Regions from separate parts of the Arachis hypogaea genome. Here region 1 is linked to region 2. The links are chromatin contacts, called in public Hi-C maps. All regions are on one chromosome and are shown on one strand. Each heading gives the region's core, a stretch centred on a gene start, on an enhancer-like site or on the middle of the called end of the contact. The rest is flanking DNA. Distances are from core to core; before and after follow the strand shown. Region 1 overlaps LOC112776109 (callose synthase 9). Region 2 has its middle 22 kb from the start of LOC112775296.

Region 1 (4,985 bases), core at 1,750-4,249, 94 kb before region 2:
GGTTTCAGTTTTACTGATTCAGCCTCTTGTGGTGTCATTTAAGGGTAGTGGAAGACTTCAGAGATTGGACAAATTGGCTGCTTTACAGAGGTGGCATTGGTGTCAAGGGAGAAGAAAGCTGGGAAGCTTGGTGGGATGAAGAACTGGTATTGAATATATAACTAGTCATTTTTAAAATTGTTTGCATCTCTATTTGTATCTATAGACTCTAGCTGGTCCATCAAACTTCACTTCCTCCTTACCCTAATATTAGAGTTAAGTTTTCTTTATTCAGTGATATTTTCCACTTATAGTTTTCATAAATTATCATGTCAACAGGCCCATATCAAGAGTTTTGGTTCAAGGATAGCAGAGACCATCCTGAGTCTAAGATTTTTCATCTTCCAGTATGGCATTGTGTACAAGCTTAATGTGCAAGGATCAGATACTTCATTGAGGGTATAACAAACTAGGAGGACAACTCTTCCCTCTTATCTTATTTTGAGTGTTTTAAAATTTCAACATGAAAAGTTAATCAAGTTTGCATAGTTACAACTCCATTTGCAGTTTTTTTGGTTCTTGTTATACGCTTTATTGTTTTTATCTTCACTGATAGAACTTATGCAGGCAGTTTGATGTACTAAAGAAAAACTTTTAAACATATTTACTTGTATTCAATGAGCTCCCAGTCAACTAATCAATCAGGTTTGGTATTTTGGATAGGTTTATGGCCTGTCATGGGTGGTGTTGGCCGTGCTTATATTGCTTTTCAAGGTGCGAAAATGTATTGCCTGTGGTATATAGCGTGTGTATCAGTAACTTTGCATCTTCATTCCTGAGGTTGGCCTTGTATTGTTATTCTATAGGTATTTACCTTCAGTCAGAAGATATCAGTCAATTTCCAGCTTTTGTTACGCTTTATACAAGGAGTCTCCCTCTTGTTGGCACTGGCTGGTATAGCCGTTGCAGTTGCATTGACAAAGTTGTCCATACCTGACATATTTGCTTCGATATTGGCATTTATTCCCACCGGATGGGGAATTCTTTCTGTGAGTTCTCTTTTTCCTGATCTTCATGTCTTAACTTTCTTTTATACTTGTCAGACAGAGATACTTGCATGATCTCCTACTTAGATTGAGTGGACATAACTCAAAAGGAGAATGATATATCTTGTTCCATACAGGGATTGATTGTTAATCTTATCCATTTTAACCATTTCTTTTGACTAAAACAGTACCACTGTCCAAACAAAGCTCACTGAATTGAGGAGATAATGTATGAAATGGTTTTAATAATTATTTCGTTTTGTAGTACTACTATTTGATTTTTCTACGTTGGTTCATGTCCATGTGTAGATTGCTGCTGCTTGGAAGCCTGTGATGAAGAAGCTGGGACTATGGAAATCCGTTCGATCAATTGCTCGCCTGTATGATGCTGGCATGGGAATGATTATCTTTATACCCATTGCATTCTTTTCATGGTTCCCATTTGTATCAACATTCCAAACTCGCCTCATGTTTAACCAAGCCTTTAGCAGAGGTCTAGAAATTTCCCTTATCCTTGCCGGGAACAATCCCAATACTGGGATATAGTTGTACCTGTTCTTGTACTTAGAGCTTATGTCTTACCCCCCACAGATGAGTATTGTTGAAGGGAGGTCATAGTTTGTATATTTCCTCGTAGGATGTTTAGATTTCCCGTAGGTATCTTCATTTTGTATCATCATTTCTTCTAGTGTATGTCATTTAAATCGTTTGAAGTATCGTTGAAACAAATATCCGCAAATCTCAGTTTTGACTTTCGTTATATTGTGATATCCCGGTTGCTTTATTTTGTGGTCCTACTTTAGATCTCTTGCGCTCTTCTAAACCCGTAACTAATGTATATCTTGGAATGAGAAATTAAAAATCAAAATCACTAAATAGGTAACAATTTTTTATATATTTGAATTAATATTAGTTAATATTTTCTTCACTAAAAGTGTTAGTTCTTTAGTATTTTCTAAATTCTTTAACTTGCATAATAGAAAAAGCTGCTTAATAGGATAGCTGTTAAGCCACCAGTTCTCCAGATTTCACGAAAGACAAAACCCACCTGACGTTGAGTGCAATTCATGTGTATAATAAGGTCAAATCCATCTGATTCTTTGTTTAGTCTTTTGATACTCTTTTTTGCTACAAAATTGTAAATAGATCTTTAACATATTGGATATCAATATGTTTATAAAATGTGACACTTAAACGTCACTATTCTCATGGATAACAATAATGTTACTAGCAAGCTACTGGTATATTGATACATATATAATACAAAATGAATATAAGTCCACAAGTTACTTGCTACGTTTGGTAGGTGAGATATGGATAGAGCCATTGTGTCGTAAGATATTGAATTAGTGTATTTTGTGTCCTTTTTTATAGGAACATAGAAATACTGAACGAAAACAATTTATTATTGTTTTTTATTATCATTGTCGAATTTTTATAATTATATTTTTTTATTATTTTATTTTTTATTTTAAATTGTGTGAAGAAAAAAATGAAGGTAAATTGAATTTTTTATTATTTGTTCTATTGTGTATTTACTTTATTACCAAACAAAATATAAAAATACTAATTGTGTCTTTGGTCCTTTGTATTCTATTTTCAATGTCTTGTTTTAGGCTTTTGGCCTATTCTCAAAATCAAATGCCACTTCTTCCCAACAAGTACTTAACCCAAGTACTTAACCCGCAAATGAGGCTTTGGTTAAGTGGTTATGTATTGCCTCTTAATATGTTGTACACGGGTTCAAATCTTGGCAATGGCCAAAGTAAAGAAGTCACATTTATCCCACATTCAAAATCCAAAAGAGTCACATCCAAAACTCAACGGCACACTTTGAAAACTTAGAGAAGTCATCTTCCGCCGCCGTTCGTCCGCGTCACCGTCCTCCTCGGCCCTCATCCTCGATGCTGCCTTCTTCCACCTCGGCGCTCATCTACAACGTCACATTCCTCTCCTTCCAAGCTTATCTTCATCGCCGCCGTCGTTAGTCTCTGCCCGCACTCTCCTCCTCCCGCGTCGGTCTCCTCCCCCTGCGCAGCTCTTGCACACCGCGCTTCTCCTCCTGTGCAGCTCCGTCACTCCGCGCTACTCCCCTTACTCTCCCTGTGCAGCTCTGTCGTGCGGCCTTCCTCCTCCACGCCGCTTCTCAGTCGGGTCGCCTTCTTCCTCCACGCCGCTCCCCCCGCGTCGGAAACACTCATGAGTATTTGGATGTGGCTGTGTTGATAATTTTTGTTCACTGTTGTGAATGATTTGTAGTGCTTTCTCTCCCGTATCTTATCCTTTTTTTTTCTGTTAATAAACGTATGCTGATCTTACTGGCTTTTTTTTTTCTCGATCAATAAAAAGCATCATAATTTTGGATGTGTTTATATTGTTCTTGTTTTTTTTATTAATTAAAGTATAATTTTGGATGTGTTTATGCTGTTTTTTAATTTGGTTAATGAAAGGCTGTGTAATTTTAAATGTGTTTTATGTGTTTTAGATGTGTTTATATTGTTGTTTTTTTAATTCTGGTTACTGAACAGTTGCATAATTTTAGATGTGTTTATGTGTTTAATTGCAACCAGCTGAACTTGTAATCAAACTTGTAGTGGTTTGTCTCCTTTTTTTCAATTAATGAAAGACAACATGATTTTAGATGTGTTTATATTATTTTTTATTTTTCTCTCGATTAATGAAAGGTAACATAATTTTGGACGTTTTTGTTGTTCTTGTTTTTTTTTTTTTTTTGAATAATCAAAGGCAACATAATTTTAAATGTGTTTGTGTTTAATTGGACCAGCTGAATTTATAATGATATTCTAGTTTCGAATGTGTAGATAAAATATTTACATGAGTTTTTTTTATTTGAAGCAAAGAACTTTACTATATGAGAGAATAATATAGTTTTTACTAAAGAGAGAGTGTGTGTGAACAAGAGATTGGTGATGATTACATTACGAGAGAGGGAGAAAATAAAGGAAATGCTTTATTATAGTAATAAGAAGTTAGAGATTCTTTAAAATAAGAGTGGTTTCTTAAAAATAGGAAATATGATTAATTAAAAAATTAAAATAATAAAATATTATATTTAAAGGCCGACTAAAAACTGATTTATATTGTACAAGTAGTCAACTCTAAATAAAAGTCTTATGTATATGAGTGTAATGTGTGTTAATATAGCCTAAAATTGAGAGCAATCCAATATATCTAAAAAAAAAAAAACGATAAACTTGCTTTTATAGCTTCTCATTATTCTTAAAAGAATTGCGAGAGGTAACACTCCAGGCTTGTACGTGTCTCACTCCATTTGGGTTATTGGTGAATGAACTATTAAAATTAGATTATACATAGATTGTGACATGAGGACTGAGGAGTTTAATCGTTATTTTGTGGTTATTAATTTATATTTTTAGGTGTTAGAATGTTCAGTTTAATTTCATATATTTTTATTTATTTATTTATTTAGTAAATTGGATTTAGATTAGTAGGCTTAGAATTTTTATTTTTAATCTAATATAAAATTATAAATATCTCTTAAATTATTGTAACCGTAAAATAAAAATAGAGATTAAAAAAGTGAAAACTCATTTTTTAGTTTTATAATAAAATTATAGTGTGAATAAATAAAATTAAGTGAGTTATTTTTTTGTTGCATCTCGAAGATAAAAATATTTTCTTTTGTTCAATTTCAATTTATATCAAATCATAGTGTGTTAAAATTAAGTTGAATAAGTTTTTTTTATTTCATAAAAAATTAAATAAAAAATAAAATAATTTTTTATTTTATTCAATTTTAATTTACTCTTTTTATTTTTTATTTTAAATTTTGATCTATCTTTATATTCAATTTCAATCTATTATTTTTATTTTGTCTTGAAACACAACCTGAAGCACATATCATGGCCAATTCTCGTGACTAGCGTAACTCTTTTATTCTCCATAAGATAAATTTTGTTTTTTGTAATATTTTTTTTT
Region 2 (4,986 bases), core at 1,400-3,899:
TCCTAATTAGCTACCTTATTTTACGGACACTTACTTTAATATCGGAATCTCCTTGCAGGTGGCCCTGCCCGTAGATCCACCGACGATTGGGATAACACCACTTATCATAGAGCTCGCGCCATGTCCTAATTCCCCCCTCCTTCAACCCATTGCTCTTGACCTGGCACCCAACTGATCTTTTACTGTGACGAACAACTGAACAATTTGTTTGTTTTTTTAGTATATTTGTTTTTTCTCCAATCTCAATAAATCAAATTTATATACACAATATATTTTTATTATTGTATTAATATTTCATAATATAATTATTTATCTCACATAAATAAATTTTTTTTAAGCATGCGAGATAGCCACATTTATATATATGTATATTTTTTCACATTTGTATCTTCTTGTATTCGTTGTTCTTTTCATGTCGTCTCTCTTTATGTTGGTTCCTCTTTTAAGCACTATAAAAGTTGTCTTAATTCACTAATTTATGAGACAAACACATTTATATATATTTTCTCTTATCTTTGTGTTTGTTCCTCTTTTTACGCCATCTCTTTTTGTGTTGGTTCTTCTTTTTCACATCATAAAAGTTTTTTAATTTTTGAGGAGAAAGATTTTAGTTCTTGTATCTATTTGGATAGGATTTGAATCTTTTAAATTTTAAATTTTATTTTAAAAGATAAAGTGTGATCTTTTACAATTTATTTCATAAGTAAGATCAAGAGAAAATATAAAAGAGAAACTATTTAAAGATGAGATATCATACTTTATTTTTTAAAGTAAAAATTTAAAATTTAGAGAATTTAAATTCATTTGGATGTGACACTTGACAATATTTTTTTACATGGCAGCAGGTAATTGTTTGTCATTCCATAACAAGAATTGATCTATCCATTTTTTTGTAATAATGGGATCTTAATTGAAGTTTAAAAATGATTAAAATACGTTCTCTCTCACGGAACAAATAGTAAAAACTAGATTTAATATTTATTTTTTTCTTTTAAATAATTTTGTAAGGCAGTTGTTCTGAAACTTCTTGTTATAGAGGATAAATTACGCTTGTTGATATGGTAGTGTGCCATTAGATGACTTATAGTTCAATAAGTAACAATATTTTAATTAGAACAATTTACATATTGAAATAAAATAGAATTTAAAATTATTTATTTACAATATTTGCAAAATGATTTTATATATCTCGATTCTAAATGTAATTTATGTAAATTGCTACACATTGTGGAGATTTTAAATTCATATAATTTTATGAGAAATGTTATGTAACTAATATTTTTTTTAGTCTTGATTTTGTATTTGAATCAATATTAACTAATTTTTTTTTAATTAAAAATATTTAATTATACTATTTATATACCAAAAATAAGTCATAAAATTAATTATGTATAAAAGAGATATATTAAAATACAAAATACACATTAAAAATTATCCTATTTTATATGGTATAAATTTAAAAATTTATTTTAAATTGCCAACTTAAATTTAAAAATTTAACTCAACTATATAAAGAAAATAATAATAATAATAAGAAGAACAACCACATGAGAAGAATAAACTACTAGAGAAATTATTAGTTTGATTTTAACTCTAGTTTAAATAAAATAAATTGAATTTAAATTCTCTAAAATCAGAAAATTAGTAAAATGATAAAATGAATGGTTAATCACGATTGGTTTTATAATTTTTATGAAATGTATATCACACTATCTTAATTTAAGAGTAATTAATTTTTTATTTTATTATTTTACTAATTTTTTTTGTTTTAGAAGATCTTAATCAAATTAAATTATAATCACATATTGAGTTATATATATATGAGAAATACTAGAATATTATTAGAATTTATTATTTTTTGTCATCACTTAGTCATCGACTCAATTCTTTTAGTCTATTTTTTTTAGTTTAACAATCTAATAATATATTTTATTTTATATTTTTAAATATTAATAACTAATTAATAATTTAAAATAATAAATTCAGATAACCCATAATATTCTTCTCAATATATACCAATCACATACTTTCATGTATCCTTGAATTCTTCAAAATGTGGGTTAATAGAGTGTTATTCTCAAATGTGAAATCGTTTAATTAGATAAACAAAAATTGAACCGTTCGATTTGTGAGAAGTACAGAAATCGGATCGAGAGATTTGTGAGAGAACAAAAATCGGACTGTGGAATTTTTGTTAAAAAAAATTAAAAAATTTGAAGTATAGAAATCGGACCCTCCGATTTGTGTATCTTTCACACTTTTAAAAAACACCAAAAATTACAATGTTAAGGTATATCACTACTTTTATTTCCATATTAAAAAAAAAAAGCCAGAAATTATGACTCAGAAATTTTTTTTTTTTTTTAAGAAGACGGAGCTAACCTCCGAAAAAATGACAACTCTACAATATTACAGCATAAGGGGACCCCTTGATAATCTTCAATCCATATTTGCCTAGCTCTCTGGTGGGTGTGGCTATAAAATGAAATCCTGGTGGACTTTTGGATTTTTCTTTCGGCCAATATGATTATGGCTTTTTTTTTTGGACTTGGATGATTATGGCTTTTAAGCATTCTATATAGACCCCTAAACACATGCATGCCCGCTAACTAACTATAATGGGTTGGACTAACATATTGAGGCTTGGTTGTGTTGAATATAATATTTAGTTCTGGTCGAGTGGTCCTTTTGTTCGGTTTGATGGGTTGGTCTAGCCCACTTCATCATGACCCATTATTGCACTACACAAGAGCACCACTGAAAATAAAGGGCACCACAAATTTACAGAAACTATCAAGCCCAAAAGCCCATACTACTCTTCAAAGACTGACCCTTAGTATACAACCCTTGGTCTAACGAAACGACTATCATCATGTATGCCTTACCACAAATGCACCTATATTTAAAATGGGTCCATCTAGTGTACAGATGTGTTTTGATAATTTTTGTTTTTATTTGGTTGTTTATTGATTTAATAGCGTATCACTAAAAGTGTTGCTTAAAGAGAAAATGTTACCCTTAATCGTTAACTTGGCTCTGATACCAATTTTACTCTTCATATTTTACTTCGAATAAGTTTATAATTTGTATAATTTGCAAATTCATAAAAAATGTTGACCATTTCTGCTATTACTAGTATTTATAATTCTGATTTCATTTTTATAGTTTTTCAATATTGTTTTACTTTATAATATTCTTTTTTGCAAGGATTACTGTATATAAAATCTTTTATCTGTTTGTCTTTTTCTTTAATATAATTTCTCAAATCTTCAAAAACTTCTTTTATTTCTACACTTTTTGTTGTTTCTAAATATCTTTTTAATTTTTCAACCTCATTCTCAATTTTTTCTTTCAACAGCTTTAATTCTTTTAAGTCATAATATGATTTTTCAGGTATTTATAAATTTTTTAAGTTTAACTCCAACTTGTTTATATTTATTCTTATTTCTATCCTTTTTATTATAAGGTCATCAATTTCGATCTGAAGATTATTTAATTCCCTTTTATACTCCTTTATTTTACTTTTTAATTTTTTCGCTCTTTTTCTTTTTATTTTATTTTCTGGTCTTTCAATCTTTGTATGCTTCATTATTTATTTTAGAATTTCTGCAAATTCTATCATCGCTTCATCACTATTTTCTAGAGATTCTATTAATTTTTCTAGCTCTTCAACTTCTCTTTTTAACTTGTCATAGATTATTTTTAGAGCTTCAAATGCTCTTTGATTTATTTCAGAAAACTGCAAATAATTCAAACGATTTTCTCTTTCAAAGAGCTCTTGTTTCTTATCTTGATAAGTTACATATATTTCTTCTTTATTTATTGTCATAATTTAGTATTTAGGGTTTCATTTAATTTTTTGACCTTTTGTTGTTAATTCTTTTATTTCAGAATTTTCTTCTTTAATCTTTAGCTTAGATAAACTTAAAGGGCTATTAATTTTAGATTCTCTTATTTGAAAATTTGATGAAACCAATTTTCTTGATGGTTTTTTTAATAATAGAAGTGAGTTTTCAATAGCTTTATATTTTGGTATTTCTGTTTTTACAATTTTCTGAAATAATTCATCGACATAAATTCTTTCTCTGTTTTTAAATATTATACTATGATGGCTATTTGTTAAAGCATAATTTATTGCATATGTAATTGAAAATGGTTCATCATCTTGTTCCATTAGATTCTTTCTATGAAATTTATAAGCCAAACTTATAGATCTTCCAAGATTTTCAGTTGATAAAGGTATAGCATATCCAAGATGGGCATTAAATTTAACATTTACGTTTGCCAAATTTCCATGAACAATTCCAATTATTTGATCTATTGGGTCATCAGTAATTCTTTTGTCACAGATTGCTAAACTTATTGGTGAATTAATTCCTTTCATATATGTAGATTTGATTAAGACTTGTATAGTACTAATATGAATCCATCCAATTTTAGATCTTTTTTGTTGATCCTTAATTTTCTCAATCTGTTTACTTAATTCTTCATTATTTATCAAAGCTATTTCAAGTTCTCCATTGGCAGATTTTATCTTTATAGGAGCTTCAAGTTGAATTTTTCCATAGTATATTATATTTTTTCTATTAAAAACTTCTTTTAAAAGATTTTGTTTATTAAAATTTTCATTTGATTTGAGATTTAATTCTGTTTTTAGAACAGCCTGCTTTTCATTATCTAATAAAGCAGTTAATCTATAATAATCAGTTTTTTTCTTTTAATTCTAAACTTTCTAAATAATTCATAATTGAAAGACTAGAATGAAGATGTACCTTTCTGGAGAACAACTTCCTTTATTTAGTATATTTTACATAAGGGATTTTTATCTCCAGGGGGAAGATTGTAGATACTAACTCCAGAGGGGAGTTTAGAACTATTTTTCCCTAAGAGAATTCTTCCTCAAACTATAGAATCGCCTCGGCAGCTTCCTCCTTGCTCTCCTAGCATATGAGTACTCTTAGCCTCCTGCTTCCTATTGTCTGATGC

What was found. Hi-C and Micro-C count contacts between places; a contact is called where the count stands out from the background.
Region 1: a Hi-C map of an unstated tissue shows a contact between it and region 2, with 4 times the contacts expected there. The contact joins two enhancer-like sites. A contact is called at or near these places in 3 of 8 Hi-C or Micro-C datasets (leaf and an unstated tissue).

Annotation. Positions count from the first base shown.
Region 1 is chr19:152,364,230-152,369,214 of arahy.Tifrunner.gnm2.J5K5, reverse strand. It overlaps LOC112776109 (callose synthase 9), which reads left to right. Exons shown (of 53, transcript XM_025820111.3): 49 at 44-146; 50 at 319-438; 51 at 703-753; 52 at 846-1,028; 53 at 1,335-1,785. The coding sequence ends at 1,571. Among protein-coding and RNA genes, the nearest start is that of LOC112776109, 29 kb to the left of the region's middle. Within about 2 kb of position 2,999, at least 2 of the 3 cell types and tissues checked have open chromatin away from gene starts, as enhancers often do.
Region 2 is chr19:152,269,989-152,274,974 of arahy.Tifrunner.gnm2.J5K5, reverse strand. No RefSeq gene overlaps it. Among protein-coding and RNA genes, the nearest start is that of LOC112775296, 22 kb to the right of the region's middle. Within about 2 kb of position 2,649, at least 3 of the 3 cell types and tissues checked have open chromatin away from gene starts, as enhancers often do.